Linked DNA regions of Arachis hypogaea: region 2 is linked to region 1. Evidence: chromatin contacts called from public Hi-C data. All regions are on one chromosome and are shown on one strand. Each heading gives the region's core, a stretch centred on a gene start, on an enhancer-like site or on the middle of the called end of the contact. The rest is flanking DNA. Distances are from core to core; before and after follow the strand shown. Region 1 holds the start of LOC112805571 (protein FAR1-RELATED SEQUENCE 5-like). Region 2 holds the start of LOC112698176 (threonine dehydratase biosynthetic, chloroplastic-like).

Region 1 (7,726 bases), core at 2,765-5,264:
CGTCTAGAGGTAAAAAAATGCTTCTTTTTTCTAATTTAGAGTACAAGTGTCATGGATGGTGTTTGGGTGCATGTAGTAGAGCTATTAAAAGAATCCGACTAATGGATGGTTGGTCCATGTGATGTATTTCTTTGAATTTATATACTTATATTTCACATAGGCTGTTGTTGTGTATATAGGTAGAACACTGGGAAAGGAAATTGATGAAGAACCTAGAACCCAAACGCTAAAGGGTAAGTAGCATTTTCGTGGATCCTTTTTTTTCAGGTTTACTGAATTAATTGATTCTTTTGATTCATCTATTGTGTATAGTTGTCGTGATGAGTTTTCTTAATATCAGGTTATAATAGTCAACAATGTTACGGATGCAGGATGACTACATTTTGGAAACATTCAAGCTCTCAATCCCAGGAAGCAAAACCCTGCCTATCAAAGTAAAGTCATGCCGTAGTCAAGTAGCTCATAACATAGAAATATTCGCTATTGTACAACTTAAAGGAAATGTCCGCAGTGTTTCAAACATTTATTGTTCATAGTGTTAAATTCTGTCAGTATGTAAGACTCTAATAACATCAAAATGTTATTGAACCTAATAATCGAAACTATGATATGAGCGAATAGAAATGTGTTTGTGTTTACGAATCTTCTGCTTCATATATCTATATATATTTCAAACTACTTTCATACAAAGTAGATTCACAACCTCAACATTACAAAAGAGATTTAAAACCATGTATGAACAATTCAACCTTGGAGAATACAACCCATTCAATCTAATAATTTGGTTGGTAAATCAAATGCACTAAAAAGGTAAAAAAAAATCAATTAACACAGCTATATTTTTCCAACTGTATTGCATAACCACAATGGTTGGAAGTCCTTACCCCAAATGCAACCACAATAAACTGCAACTAAACTACAACAATGTAAGCAAAACACATGCATATTATTCAACATTATTGTCATCATAATGGACTAAGTAGGGAAAAAATCAATTTACACAACTCTAATTGATCAACTGAATTGCATAATCACAATGGTAGCAAGTCGTTACCCGAAAGTCAACCACAATTTACTGCAACGAGAATACAGCAATGTAAGCAAATCACATACATATAATCGAACATAATTATCACCCTAATGGACATATTCATAGTTAACGTAAATAAATACAACTTAAAACTCCTCAATACCAAGCAGTGACAAATACATTGCGATTAGTAAATCAGGATAGATCAGGCTTTTAGAACCAATTATACTTGCATTGCACTAAATTCAGAAGACTAATTCCTTGAAATGGTCAAAGTGTCCTATGCATCGACGCGAACAATGCCATGTACGATCCTTGTTTGTTGCCACAAGGCAGTGACGATGGTAACTGATCTCGGACATCGATATGCACATGTCGTGTGTCACATTTATCATCAATGACATCATTATCGCATTCATAGTTCGTGAATGAATGTATCTTGTCCTGCTGTGACTCCTTCACCTGCTGATAACATCATAATCCCCAATCAGAAACTATAATAATGCATAAAACCATAATGGTCATTGATCGCAAAGTGGTTAAGAGGAGTTTTACGCATCACACCTGTGTTAACGAGTCGAGATTTTCATTGAAAACACCATTCGTGTCAATGGATTCGCTGCTTTCATGGAGGCTCCGATGTTTTATAAATTTTTTTAAGACAAGAAGAAGGAGATCTTCATTAATTTACCCAGTTCATGACACGGAAATTAGATGTTTATATTCAAAAAAATTACCTCGACAAAAGTGTTGTCTTTACCCTTCCGGTTCCTCATACCCGTCGCCGTAAACTTCCTTGTTCCACCCTTTTTAAAACGCTGCCCAAACAGAGGAGCATTCACATAGTTTAATGGTTTTTAAAGGGACATACACCGAACAAGATTTTCACAGCAGGAGTCTATTTAGAATAAACAAATCGTACCTTGGTATTAGGTCCTGAGTGGTGTTCGGACTTAATTGAGAACGACCTCGAAGAATTAGCAAACCTTTCTGGACTAAAACCTGAGTCCTTGGCTGATGCATTGCCGTATGATCGATCGCGATGGTTACCTTCCACACTATGCTGCATCAAATCTGGACAGCGCTTGTAGTAATGACCGTACTTGTGGCAATTAGAGCATGATCTCTTCTTCCTCCAAGAAGACCTCTTGGAAGGGGCTCCTTTGCTTTTGACAACAAAGGGATCGTTGATGCCTTCCACGTTAACATTAGGAGTTGACTTGCCTTGTTTGCGTGACTGCAGGCGGATAACTAAATTGACAAGTTCAGACTGGACTTCATCAAAGTCTGCAAGATCCTTGCAAGCAATATCACACAGCTTGTTGCAATTCAATGCCAATGCTCCAACTCGAAACTTTAAGACCCTTTTGATGACATCATTCACAGGCATTTCTGTGCTAATAAATTCGTTCTTTGCATTTTTTGTCCACCTTTTGTATATCAACGAATCTGGAAACTCAAGTATGTTTTCGAACTTCATGGCACAGAAGATATGACTACAGGGAATACCACGTGATTCAAACAGCTTGCACGAGCACGAGAACAGATTCTTACCTCTATCGACTTCCACCCGTCGATCTTTGGCCAGGTCTCCGAGAGCAGTCACACTAAACTCTACCTTGTCCAAAGTTGTGCTTAGTACCGTTATATTCAAAGCCCCTGCCCTCTGAATCTCATTACGAATTTCCTTGAAAATGTTTCGCGTGAAATAACATGATGCAGATCTTTCATATACCTCCAACGAGGTAATCATCACTGGCTCTGAGCACTGAGACTTAAAGTCAGCTATTAACTCGTTGTTTCTATACTCCTTTAAGGCCCTATCCAGGTTATGCATGAAGTCAATGAGGGTGTTCTTGCGATTAACATAAAATCTGATGAGAGAATTTATACCTTATGTAACCGAAAAACTTATCCCGGAGGAAACAATGGGACCACATCTCACGAGTTTCGTACGTCTTTTCCATCCAAGTACTTCCAACAAGGTTGTGCTTATCCAAAATGGCTGCCCATGTCTGATCAAAGTCTCTCTGGTCGTTGTTATCGTATATAAGACACTTAAAATCGCGCATGAAATTAGGATTCTTTATATTTTCACATGCATTTCTCTGTAGATGCCATCCGCATAACCGATGGGTCGCATCAGGCAGAACATTCTTGATTGCATCTCGCATGGCAAGGTCTCCGTCAGTTATTATTGCTTTTGGACTTTTCCCACCCATCGCTTCAACAAAGGTTTCCAACAACCACTTATACGTCTCTGTGGTTTCGTCGGATAGTAGGCCGAAGCCGAAGATAACAGTCTGCCCGTGATGATTGCATCCAGAGAAAATGACCAAAGGCTTGTTGTATTTATTCTTCTTGTAGGTTGAATCAAAGGCAACAATATCTCCAAAGCAGTGATAGTCGATAATTGACTGCCCATCTGCCCAGAAAATATGCTCCAGCCTTTCGTCACTAGTGAACGTATACTTTCCAAAGAACAGCGGATCGTTGTTTGACTTGCCAATCAAATAGTTTATTGCCGCATTGGCATCCCCGTTTTTAACTTTTGCCCGATGATAGCGATCGATGTGGTTATACAAATCTTTCCGTGTGAAGCCAGCATGACGATATCCACTCTTCTGGAATGCAATATACCCCATAATATGGCAGCTCTTGACACCAAAATTATGAAGATTTTCCACTTGAACTCTATCAGTGAAAGTTATACAACGATTGGCCGGTACCAGATGCGCAAATTGGGGTGGCGTCAGATCGTGGTTGTGAGATTCCACAAAACATGATACCTTCCATCTACCGCAGCCGTAGTCAAGCTTTACCCTAAGCCGAGCTGGACACTTGGTTCGCGTTAGTGACCTTGCCTCCCTTGATCTATCATCCATATCAAGATACCTCATATTTCTCCAGCCCTCTTTGTTGCAAACAAGTTGCCTGCTAATGATTCTACCTTGATTATCCCTAACCACGTCGTCCTTCCTCATTACAAATCCATGCCAACAAGAATAAGCGTTATAAAATTGGCAAGCCATCCTCCGTCCTAAACTCCAGGTTCCAAATATCCTCCACCATTAAATCCGCTATTCTTTTTACACCACAAACTTGTTCACTCTTGCTAGTGGAATCCAGCGAATCCACATCGTCGTCATCAGCATCATCTTCTGCATTCGGTTGATAATCGAAATCATCACCCAAATCATTATCAGAATCATTCTTAACATCATCCTCCTTTATGGACATAATTTAACCCCTGTCATAATTTTACCAAAAAATGTCAATAAACAGAGCCAATGGCAGCAACTACGGGAAGCTAAACTAAGCTGCATGTAAAATTAAATGAACCAAAACCAATTAAACTAACACAATTGTTTTCGACCCCAGTATTAGGTTTTAATTTGAATTCCCCAAAGCTAGCCACAGCATAGAACTAGATAATGTAACTTAATTTCCAAATTCAAGGATAGCAACCCAACACCCTAAACAGAGAACCGTTAAAAAGGCATAGACTATCATCCAAATTGAACTAATCTGGACATACCTTGCTGACAAGCAGAGGTTGAGCTTCAACGGATAAAAAATGCACTGTCGGAGTCGGAGGGAGGTCACCTTTACCTAATCCGACGCACCTAATTCGAAGGCAGCCGAAAATTGATTGTTGGTAAACTAGCTTCCAGCAGCCACAGCTTCGGATCTAGCAGAAGTTCTGCTACAAATTTCTCTACCGGAGCCACATCAGTTTAGCGTTCGCCCTCTCCTCAGTTGACGTCGACGCCAATCCGACGAAAGCAGAGTACCAGTTCCGGAACCTGTTACTCGAAGGATATCATTCTTGCTAAATGGACGCTGGGTATAGAACGAAGGTGAAAAAATCAAACAGGGTTCGGTAGTGGGTTCTAGGATAACAAATTTCAGGGTTGGGTAGCGGGTATAGAACGAAGGCGAAAAAACCACCGGGTAGTGGGTTCTATGTGTTTTCCAGGAAGTGAAACATGAATTAAAGGCTTGTGAGACATGCATGTTGAATTTCAGAAAGTGATGGAGGGTATTTTATAAAATGAAAAACAAGTTAGAGATTATAAATTATAATTATAAATGTTCCCCAATACACTATATAGTATATGTATACAATAATTAATGTAGTATTTATTATAGTATATGTTCATTAAAGGCTTTTGCTATTATCAATGAATGTATTAATGCAAGGTTGAAAATTTTATTTGATCAATGGCTGAGATGATGACACATGTACAAGGGTAACTTACCCACAAAATTGCCATGGGTTTGGAAGAAATCACCAATAATGTTTAGTTTTATCATGTTAAAATTTCTTTTAACAATTATAACATAAGAATTTAGCTACCCTGTTTATGTACATGATAACTTTATTATTATTAAAAAATTTTAAATATTCCTATTTAATTTTTTTATATTTTTAATAAAATTTTTTAATTTTATAATATTAATATGTATCTTAAAAATACAAAATAAATAAATTCATAACATAAATGATCCTTTTTAATTAAATAAACCCTGTTAGCTTTAAAAATAATTTTTGCTCTATCTTATTAATTCCACAAGGAAATATCGAATTCTTAAAAAGAAGATATACGTGATAAAATTTATATTAAGAATGGTCAACGCCCACTATATCAAGTATAATTATGTGATAAAAAATTAGATGTTTATTATGATAGGATAATAAATTTATACGTACTGATATGATAAAATTGTGATAAAATTGTAGACAAATAATAAAATATGATATAAATTATATTATCTCCATTAGTAATTAATTTTTTTTAAAAAATATATATCATATCAATATTTTTACTAAAATATTTTTATAATTTAATAAAAATAAAAAATATATTTTTATTTAATTTTATAAAAAAAACTTAAATATTTTTTTTATATTGGACAAAAACTATCCATTTAAATTTAAAACATCTAATTAATTATTTATGTACACTTAAACATGTTTATGGTTTTCCATAAACCCTAATTTCTTATGATCATTCATACAAAAGGAAAAAAAAAAACACATCTAAAAGAACAAAAAATATTGAAAAGAATGGTTCTAGTATCCTTCATCTTTCCTGAATTTTCTCACATCTCTCTCAAAGAACGTTTCTCTCTCTCAATTGTCAGACTGAAACTCTCTCTTCTTTGTGAATTGGTTTCGCTGTCGCCGACTCGCCGTCACAAGTGCGGGTAACCGGTTTTCCTTCTTGCTTCTGGGTCAGTGGATAAGGATCTGATAGCCGAGCTTGCCTTGCTCTGTGTCGCCAAGATCACTTGTCTTTTCTCTGTTTACTTTGATGGGTTGCTTTCTTTCTGAATTGATTTTGGTGGTTCATGGATTTTGACCTATTTCTTGTTCTGTAAAAAGGGGTTTTTGCTTTTGGGTCGGTTGAGTGTGCGTGTGGTGTTTTGCTCTGTTTTATCTTTGTCTGAAGGTGAATCTTGAGTGCTGCTATTCTTCTATTGCTTCTATGTACTCTTTTTCTCTTCATGTTATTTGGTGTAATACTTTGGATGACTCTTTGGGTTGTTTTGTTGTTTTTAAAGTTTTAGTTTTTATTGGAATTTATATGCCAATTAGAGTAATGACAGATCAGACTTCAAAAACTAGCAATGACATTTCAAAGTTCAAATGTACAGTGTTTTTGGTTAAAAAATGATTTTAAAACTGAATTTTTGGTTTAAAATAGGGCTTATTTGAGTATAAGAGAAAATGGAGAAGCAGGACACTTGCTCATACTCATCAGCATGAAGATGGGTTTGAGGTTGTTGTTGTTGGTCAAAGCTGATGTAAGAATCCATTAATGCTGGAAGAGATGAAGAGCCTGTGTCATCATAGCAGCTTCCCATGCTATTAGGTTTGCCACCAACTTCTCTGTCCTTGTAGAACACCCTACACAACACCCAATCTTTCTGTATGGACAGAAAAAAGAGTTAATTAGATGCTATCATAGTTCATTTGAACTGCCATATCCATAATGTTTGGCCAATTAGAATAAGAAGAAAGAAAATATCATGCTGACAATACATATACTTGGTTTTAAACAAGTAATAATCAATCCCACTTAGCTTGCATAAAAATGAGATGTCTAACATATTAGTTGGTGGAAGGTTTGTTGAAGTGGCAAAACAGCACCAAAAATCATTTTAAAGCAAAGGTTGTTTTTGTTATTTTACGTGGTGTTTTTGTCGAAAACTGCAGTTTCATTGATCTATTATCATGGATGACTGTTGTTTTGTGGATAATGGTGCTTGTTCATGCTGTAAACTGATAAGTGCTAACACATTCAAATTCTTTGCAGGTTAAACTTCTCTTGGGAATGCTTGTCACAAAGTGTGGACTGGGGCTGTTAAAGATGTGAAGAGGAAAGACATCAGACTCCGGATAGGCTTACACGAGGAAAGAATATGCTAGCAAGAAATCCAGGGGAGATTTGAGGAGGAAAGACGAGCTCGAACCATACGCATACTGGCCACTTGATAGAAAAATGATGAGTCGCCGACCACAGCAGCGTGCTGCAGCGAGAAAGGGTATGTCAAGTGTTGTAAAGATGACCAAAAAGTATGAAGGTAAGAGCGCTTCTGGTGTATTGTCCATAAAGAGCTTGAAGCTAAAGAAGAAAGGCAGCAAAAAGAAAATGTGAATAGGGTCAATGTATATTGGTATATCATTGA
Region 2 (7,726 bases), core at 2,806-5,305, 140 kb before region 1:
GAAGTTATTTCTGAGTCTATAGTAATAGGATGTAAAATAAAGGAAACGTTGACCTTGATTTTAATTCCTAACATGATGAAATGATAATTCTGCAACTATGGTACAATCATCTGGACCTTAATAAAAAAGATTTTATTGTTGAGTGAAGTAATGTGTGATGAATGACAAAATGCATTGATTTCATTGATTAGCATCACTCAGTTCCATCTATTTACATAGGTTGCTTGTGATGTTCCTCTTTGGACAACATTTGGAGGACAAGATGTGGATCGGCTTCCATCAGCTTCAACCTGCTACAACACTCTTAAGGTACTACTAATATGGAGACAAAATAGGGGTCTGGATACATTTCTGCGTTCCCTTTTATTTTTGCAATCTCTTTATATTTGTGTATAGATACATCTTAACTCATTTTCAATATATATTTTGTATTCTAACATGTATTTCATACGGGTGACTGATTTAGTCGCTAACTATGAAAGCACGGATACTTCTCTGATTTGCCGGACACATTTTGAACACGACACTCATGATACTTGTCCGACACGCGTGTCTTTTGTGTCTAAACCATGTCTTGATAAAAAATAAAAAATTCTTCTCCGAACACACCTAAATATCATTCAGCGTGTCCAACTTTATTCTTAACATGTATTCTTAAAATGAATTTAGAAATAGTATATATTATTAATTATTAAAACAAAAGATATTTTAAATATTTTATATAATTAAAAAAATATTAAAAATTTAATTTTTATTTTAATATCAATAAAATACCAAAATATCATTACAAGTTATCTAAAAAAATACTTATATATATATATATATATATATATATATGTCCCCGTATCTTATAAAAATTTTAAATTCACGTGTCCGCGTGTCGTGTCCTGTGTCCTGTATCCGTGTCAGTGTCCATGTACCATTCGTCACTAGTTTTTCGTGTACACATGGTATGGCTGCTCTTTATATGGTACTTGGAATTTGGCTGTCCGAAATTTGAAATTCAAGATTGCCATGTTGGTTGTGAGTTGTGAGTTGTGAAGTTGAACATTGGAGCGATCTTGAACTTTTTGTATTTTCATATATCATATCAAATGTCTTATAACCGTTTTTCTAGTAACGTGGACTTTGTACACCTCACAAGATGCACTCTTGTAGTGATTAAAGTCATTGATATAAAGGTATTATTTGAAGTTTTTCAAGCTAATAAAAGAACAGGAAATCTTTACTTATTTTTTCCGTATTCCAATGACTACAGCTTCCAACGTACAAACGACCTGGCACATTGAGAACGAAGCTGCTATATGCTATTACCTCAAATGCTGGATTTGAACTTTCTTGATTCACGTCAGGTAGTTAAGATCCTCTTTATTTGGTATCATATCCGCAAAGGCTGGTAGATAAAAGTAGCACAAGTTTAGTCCATGAATCTCCCCCAAGAGTGCTCTGTAAAATGTTTGGTAAAGGAAATTGAATCCCGGTTCGTTTTGGCAACACATTATTTGCTTCCAGAGTAATGCTTTTCCAAACAGCCAGTTGATGATATGTTTGTTACTTCGTCCATTCTTCCAATCCGTGGGAGATTCTGTACTTCCGTAGTATGTTCATATTGGAAACAGTATACGACTGGTTATTTGAACCAACTCTGTAAATGCAAATAGCGATCATTTTGCAATTAAAATATGTTATTTATTTGCTTTCGAGCTTTCGTTTACTATTTTATTCACTTTATCCCCAGATATAGGATTTATCTAACCTTTTAAGAAAGGTACTTTTTGCATTAAAAAAAATAAGTGATTTAGGTTTCAAAGTATTGAATACTGCACACCAGAAAGCTGAAAAGATCTATTCAAACCTTTTTTTTTTCTTGCTTTATTAACAGGGGTCCTATTACTACTGATTAATGAAACTAAGACCCTAACCATCATAATGGAACTTCCAGAAATAAATTTTAATTTTGGTTTAAATGATTAGTGTCCTACTGACTAGTAAATTTGAATTTGAAGTATATCAAGCATAATTATCTGAACTAAGTAAATCTAACTTTCTAAAACGAAATTATTTTCAATATTTATAAATTTTTAATGAACACTATCCACATATTCTTTACACAAGAGACTGTTCTATAACAAAGTTATAGTATAGCCAACAAAAATTATGCAAATTGCTGCATATTGGAAGACCATTCAGTTTTGAAATTATTTGGTGCTCTTTCAAGAACTAGCTAGGATTGCATTCATTTCACTCGTAATATGGCATTTCAGTTTTTTTTTTTTTTTTTTGTCAGTGTCACTTTGCAAGTATAATGAACGCAAACCTAGAAGCTACATTAGGATTTAGGAGCACTGAATAGTTTCCTGTGAATCCTATATTTGAAACCAACAGTTGAACAAACTTGATAGTATTATCTTGCACGAATCATAAAAACCCTAACCATGAACGCATTAGGAGATGGTAAAAGTCATCATTGTTCACCAGCGTATACTCATATCCAAGTCTGTTAGCACGATCATGGAATTCATCCATCTCAACTCTTGGTACTTGTATTCCTACCAACACATTTGCTCCAGTTTCACCCTGTTCAAGAACCATAAATATTGCAATCGTATATACATAATATTTGATCAAAAAGAAAGAAATTAGCTTGCGTTAGGAAACTACAAATTCTCACCTGCCCACGATAATGGAACAAGCTAATATTCCATCGTGGACCTAATGAATCCAAGAACTTCATTAGAGCACCAGGTCTTTCCGGAAAGATGAAACGACAAAGAACCTCATTTTGAACGTTTGAACGGCCTCCCATCTAGTCATGAGTTCAAAAGCAAAGTAAACATGGCATGATAGCAAACAATCGTCAATAGCAATAAAAGGTTATCGCAAGAAAATAAAGTAATTCACATTGAGCAGCTATTAGGCATTTGATCAAACTTAATTTTCTCCATGCTAACTGCTTGATTTGACCTTGAGTACTAAGAAAAAGCAGCTTAGGATTTATTGAAACGAATTAGCTTAGATATTGTATTTCAATCTTGCACAGTGTGGCAGACATGACAAACTATCCTAAAAGATCATTTTGTCCCAAACACAATTACCAGGTAATGAAGGTGATCTTTCATCAAGTCAGTTTCTATGACATTGTAAGTTTTAAGCTGACAAGACTCCATTCTCTCTTTCATTGCTTTTAGTTCTGAGACCGTGTGAACCCCAACGCTGCACACAAAGTCAGAAAAAGAACTGTCATGGATCTCTTTGGAAAAATACATGTCAAAATGTATCTACCACAGAAAATATATAATTGAAAACCAGAAAACAATGAAAATGAAAGAAACCACAAAGAAAAAGGATCAGCTTTTCATGCAACTCTCCTTACCTGTAAAGGACAACGGCCTTCTCATTGGAATTAAATCTATACTTGAATTCTGTGATGTTCATCTGCCCTACCTGCCAAACCAGAAGATAATCAGTTCAAATATGAAGGATATTATTCAGGGGAAAAAAATGGAAAGAAAAAATGATTGGTAAAGCAGCATAGACATACCAATTGACAAAACTGTTTAAAACTACCAGGATCCTCTGGCATAATGGTTGCCAGAACAGCCTCTCATTTGTGATTATATATATACCCAATGGCCGAAGCCATTAAGGAAGCCAAACAAAAGAAAAGAAATGAAAACTTAGCTTATATGTATATATATATATAAATATGACCGTGGATCAGATGGAATCATGACACCTCAATTATCAAACTAACTCTCCTCCTTTGATCAAAATCATTCATCAAGGCCGAATCATTAGGAAAGGAAAAGAAAGAAATGAAAAACGTGGCTAACGGATATATATATAACAGTGACACATATTTACAATTTTCCTTAATCAACATCATCATCTTTCATTTTTCCTAATGAATCACCGAACCAAAATCAAGGAAATAAGGGAAGAGAAGTGTACCGAGTGAGGGAGGGAAACCGCGACTCCCTTTCATCTTCCGACTTTAACTTTTTTGCAATCCATAACTCCAATAAAAAATCTAACTCAATTAAAATGTTTGTATCTTCCTCCTTTATGTGTTGGTATTACTTTTATTCGGTAAAAGTTGATGATAACATAGCTCTTCTTTTCTTTGAAAGTTCGGCCCTTTGGTGTTCTTGGCAAAGAAATCGATTTCTGACATTTTCTTCTTCGACAGTTCGGTCAAAAAATTTTTATAAAATTCCGAGTATTTTTATTTCTTACGGAGGTGGAGTTTACATAAATTCTCACTAATTAAATTTGTGTTGGATAAGTAAGTGGCTGTTGTGATTGATTATTGATGGAGTTTGGTTGATTTTATATTAAATTTTGTTGATATATTGCTATATGTGATTAAACTTGTGATTCAATCATGTTTGTGCTACCCAAACCGTGATAATAAGGTTGATTTGGGACTGTCATTGTGTTAGTTTTTGAATAAAATGGGTGAGGTTTAATGGTCGGTCGAGGAACTAAATTTAAATGCGGTGAAAAATCGGCAACCGAAAAGCTCGAAAATAGATTTAAAATCAAGTATATATTTTGAAATATCACAATAAAAGATTTTCGTTTTGAAAGTGTTTGTCACCAACACAAATATTATTTTTGAATATGGAAATGTAGTTTGATAAAAGATCGGGGTTAAAAGATAATAATTATATAAGTTTTGGGGGTATTTTGAGTAAAAAGTAAAAATTTCGGAGTAATCCGAATATTATTTAAAAAATCAAGATTATTTCTAAAAATATAAAATTAAATTAGTAATTTTACTATATATGAAATTAAAATTAGTAATTTTATAAAATATTGGGGTAAAAGGTAAAATGTTTAAAAGCTTGAAATTAGAGTATAATTCCTAAAAGTTTAAAGAATAGAACCTTAATAAGTAGGTTTCGATATAAAAATAATAATGTTAATATTCTTTTATTATTAATACTAGCATTACTTGTGTCAATATAATATATTAATATTTTATTTAAAAGATAATTTATATAGTGAAATGATAAGAAAGAAAAGAAGAAAAAAAAAGAAAAGAAAAAAAATCAAAGAAATCTCTACCACAGTAGAATAGAGAGCAAAGAATAAAAGACTTTAAAAAACCTCTTCCATAAGAGAGCAGAAAATATAAAGGAAATGAATGTATAATTAAAGGAATCTCTGCCACAGGAGGGCAGAGAACAAAGATTAAAAGAATTTAACGAATCTCTGCCACAAGAGAGTAGAGAACAGAAAAGAAAAGAATGTACTAACTAATGGGATCTCTGCCATAGGAGAGCAGAGGATAAAGATAAAGAAAAAGCTTTAAAAAACTGCCTGCCACAGGTACGACCTTGCTTGGGCCTTAGTGCCAAATGTATAGTGGAGACGTCCACACACTGACGTCCACACACTGAGAACTGTTTTTCAGATGTAAGCATATTGAAATACATTTAAAAGTCACATTGTATGTGGTCTGGCCGTAAGACTTATATGCACACTGTATGCATCTGAAAAGCCATATCTGGGACTTGTGCCCTATAACACCTCGATTCTCTACAGAGTTATTCTCAGAAATCCTGTGATGAGAAATTCGATAAATATTTGAGAATCACCACATCATAAAATAATAAGGCTAATTTATACTTGATAAGTGAAAATAATAGATATACCGTGAGAGAAAAAAACGTGTCCTAAGCCAAAAACCTATCGATAACGATGAATTTGACCATCGAGTTAAATTCATCTATGGAATCCTTACTACTAGCTTTTCTTGATTGAATTAGCTTAGTAGAATGTTCTATGCTTGATCTAAAGTTGAGATACTCTCAGCGGCTAATATCTCAATTGCGGGTTATTTAAACTAATACGATTTGAAAACGGTAATCTTACGGTTTAGTTATTAAACCGTTTTCTTTCCTCTATTTAGCAATTTGGCCAAACCTTCAAGAAAGCTATTTTCAATCTAAATTCGTAAAGTCAATAGAAATATTATCTAAAAGAAAAATAAAGAATCGAAACACTTAAGCTTAATTAAAATCTAACCGAACTTAAACCGAACCACTAATCCACTAAGAACCATAATTAATCAAACCACTTTCTTTTTCTCTTTTTTCATGACCGAACCATGATCAAGATTGAGAGGAGGAAGAACTAATCATGATTAGCTCACAAACTATATTCTCTTCCTTTGTCATAACAAAAGTCATTTAATCATAGTTACACCCAAGGTTTTGAAAACCGAATCAGTCATCAAACTATTCTAGTAACTGGTTTATTGGTCTAATCGGTCTAACCGGTGGTTCAACCGAAAAAACCGTTTTAGAATAATAAAATAAATAAATTATAAACAATAGATAAAATATCTGTTCCTATACTTTGCATTGTTCTGTTCTTGTATGACATGTGCCTTTTTCTTGGCATGTGGATCATTGCCACTGTGTGTGAGATGATTGTTGTCATCAGAATTGTTTTGAAAATACTTCATCGCTCAATACCTACATACATACATAATGAATTGAATCAATAATATGCATGATGGGTATACATGAATTAATTTATAAAAAGTTAAAACATGACCATATCTAAAATCTGCCTACAGCATTCAGTAACAAACAAACCAAAAGTCCAAAACAGAGTAACAAAAAAAGCTTCACCCAAAACATTTCAGCAAAACCAGCATTCAGCATTCCAAAAACCAGCAACTACAAAACACTAAAATCTGCCTACAGCATTAAGCATTTAGCATATTATGAAACATTCCAAAACACTAAAATGTTCTATACAGTAAAAAACCAAATAAGACACACTAACAAGCTCTTCTCTTTTCCGCCACACAAAAACAAAAAAGAATGCTCAAATGACTTAAATTTGCGTTATTCTATTACAGTAATTGCAGTTATGCATTTTCTCATAATCATTTCCACAAATTCGTATTGTATCCGCATGCAAAAAATTAACATCACAATCACATGGAAACATAAACCACTTACCTCTATCATCGGAATTTAAATCCCCAGTAGCATTTCCATTGTTCGCATACTCTTCTTGTGCCACTGTTTATATATAGGGGTAGAAAAATGGCAAAATTAAATAAATAATGAATAAATAGCAAAATCGCATCAAACCGAAAAATAAATGAATAAATACCTGAAAAAAAAAAAGAACAAAAAAATTTGGAGCCATCAACAACTAGTAAACCAGAGTAACAAACTAACAGAGCCATCAGTAAACTAACAGAGCAATCGAGCCATTGAGCAAATAGAAAACAGTCACACTAAAATAGAGTAACAAACTAACAGAGGAAACGAGCCATCAGTAAAGAAGAAGAAGACCGAAGAAGAAGACCAAAAATTGAAAACAGTCACACTAAAAATGGAACAAAAATGGAACAAGAAGACCGAAGAAGAAGACCAAAGAACAACAATTTCAGAACTTCAAAGTTCAAACCAAGAAGAAGACCGAACAATCAGTTAAGATGAAGATGAGAAGTCACTAACCTGGGCTCCGTGCCGGAAAGCATGCGAAGATGAAGACGACGTGCCGCGCTACTAGGTTTCGGACACGGGGGAGAGGAAGAAGCAGCGGCGCTGACGACCTGGGGACGGTGGTGGCGCTGTGGACCTGGGAACGGCGGCGGCGATGAAGGGCTAGAGTTTCCCTTGGCTTGAGAGTTCTCCAGGATTAGGACGATTCACGAATGATTGGGGAAGAAGGGGGTTGGCTCACGAAGACTTGG

Evidence for each region. A called contact is a pair of places that touch in the nucleus more often than the background predicts.
Region 2: a Hi-C map of leaf shows a contact between it and region 1, with 3 times the contacts expected there. The contact joins the promoter of LOC112698176 here to the promoter of LOC112805571 in region 1. A contact is called at or near these places in 2 of 8 Hi-C or Micro-C datasets (both in leaf).

What each region holds. Positions count from the first base shown.
Region 1 is chr6:57,113,213-57,120,938 of arahy.Tifrunner.gnm2.J5K5, reverse strand. LOC112805571 (protein FAR1-RELATED SEQUENCE 5-like) reads right to left here and starts at 4,014. Exons shown (of 4, transcript XM_025847937.1): 1 at 2,987-4,014; 2 at 1,953-2,904; 3 at 1,768-1,848; 4 at 1,301-1,492. The coding sequence starts at 4,014. The coding sequence ends at 1,301. It overlaps LOC112696621 (a long non-coding RNA gene), which reads left to right and starts at 5,992. Exons shown (of 2, transcript XR_003150815.3): 1 at 5,992-6,241; 2 at 7,354-7,726.
Region 2 is chr6:57,255,080-57,262,805 of arahy.Tifrunner.gnm2.J5K5, reverse strand. It overlaps LOC112698176 (threonine dehydratase biosynthetic, chloroplastic-like), which reads right to left and starts at 4,055. Exons shown (of 6, transcript XM_072197018.1): 1 at 3,952-4,055; 2 at 3,374-3,444; 3 at 3,096-3,213; 4 at 2,672-2,806; 5 at 2,435-2,577; 6 at 1,068-1,645. The coding sequence starts at 3,435. The coding sequence ends at 1,645. LOC112696624 (E3 ubiquitin-protein ligase UPL7) reads left to right here. Exons shown (of 14, transcript XM_025749450.3): 13 at 220-309; 14 at 1,259-1,700. The coding sequence ends at 1,342. It overlaps LOC112696623 (a long non-coding RNA gene), which reads right to left. Exons shown (of 3, transcript XR_003150816.3): 1 at 7,488-7,726; 2 at 6,981-7,043; 3 at 6,126-6,485.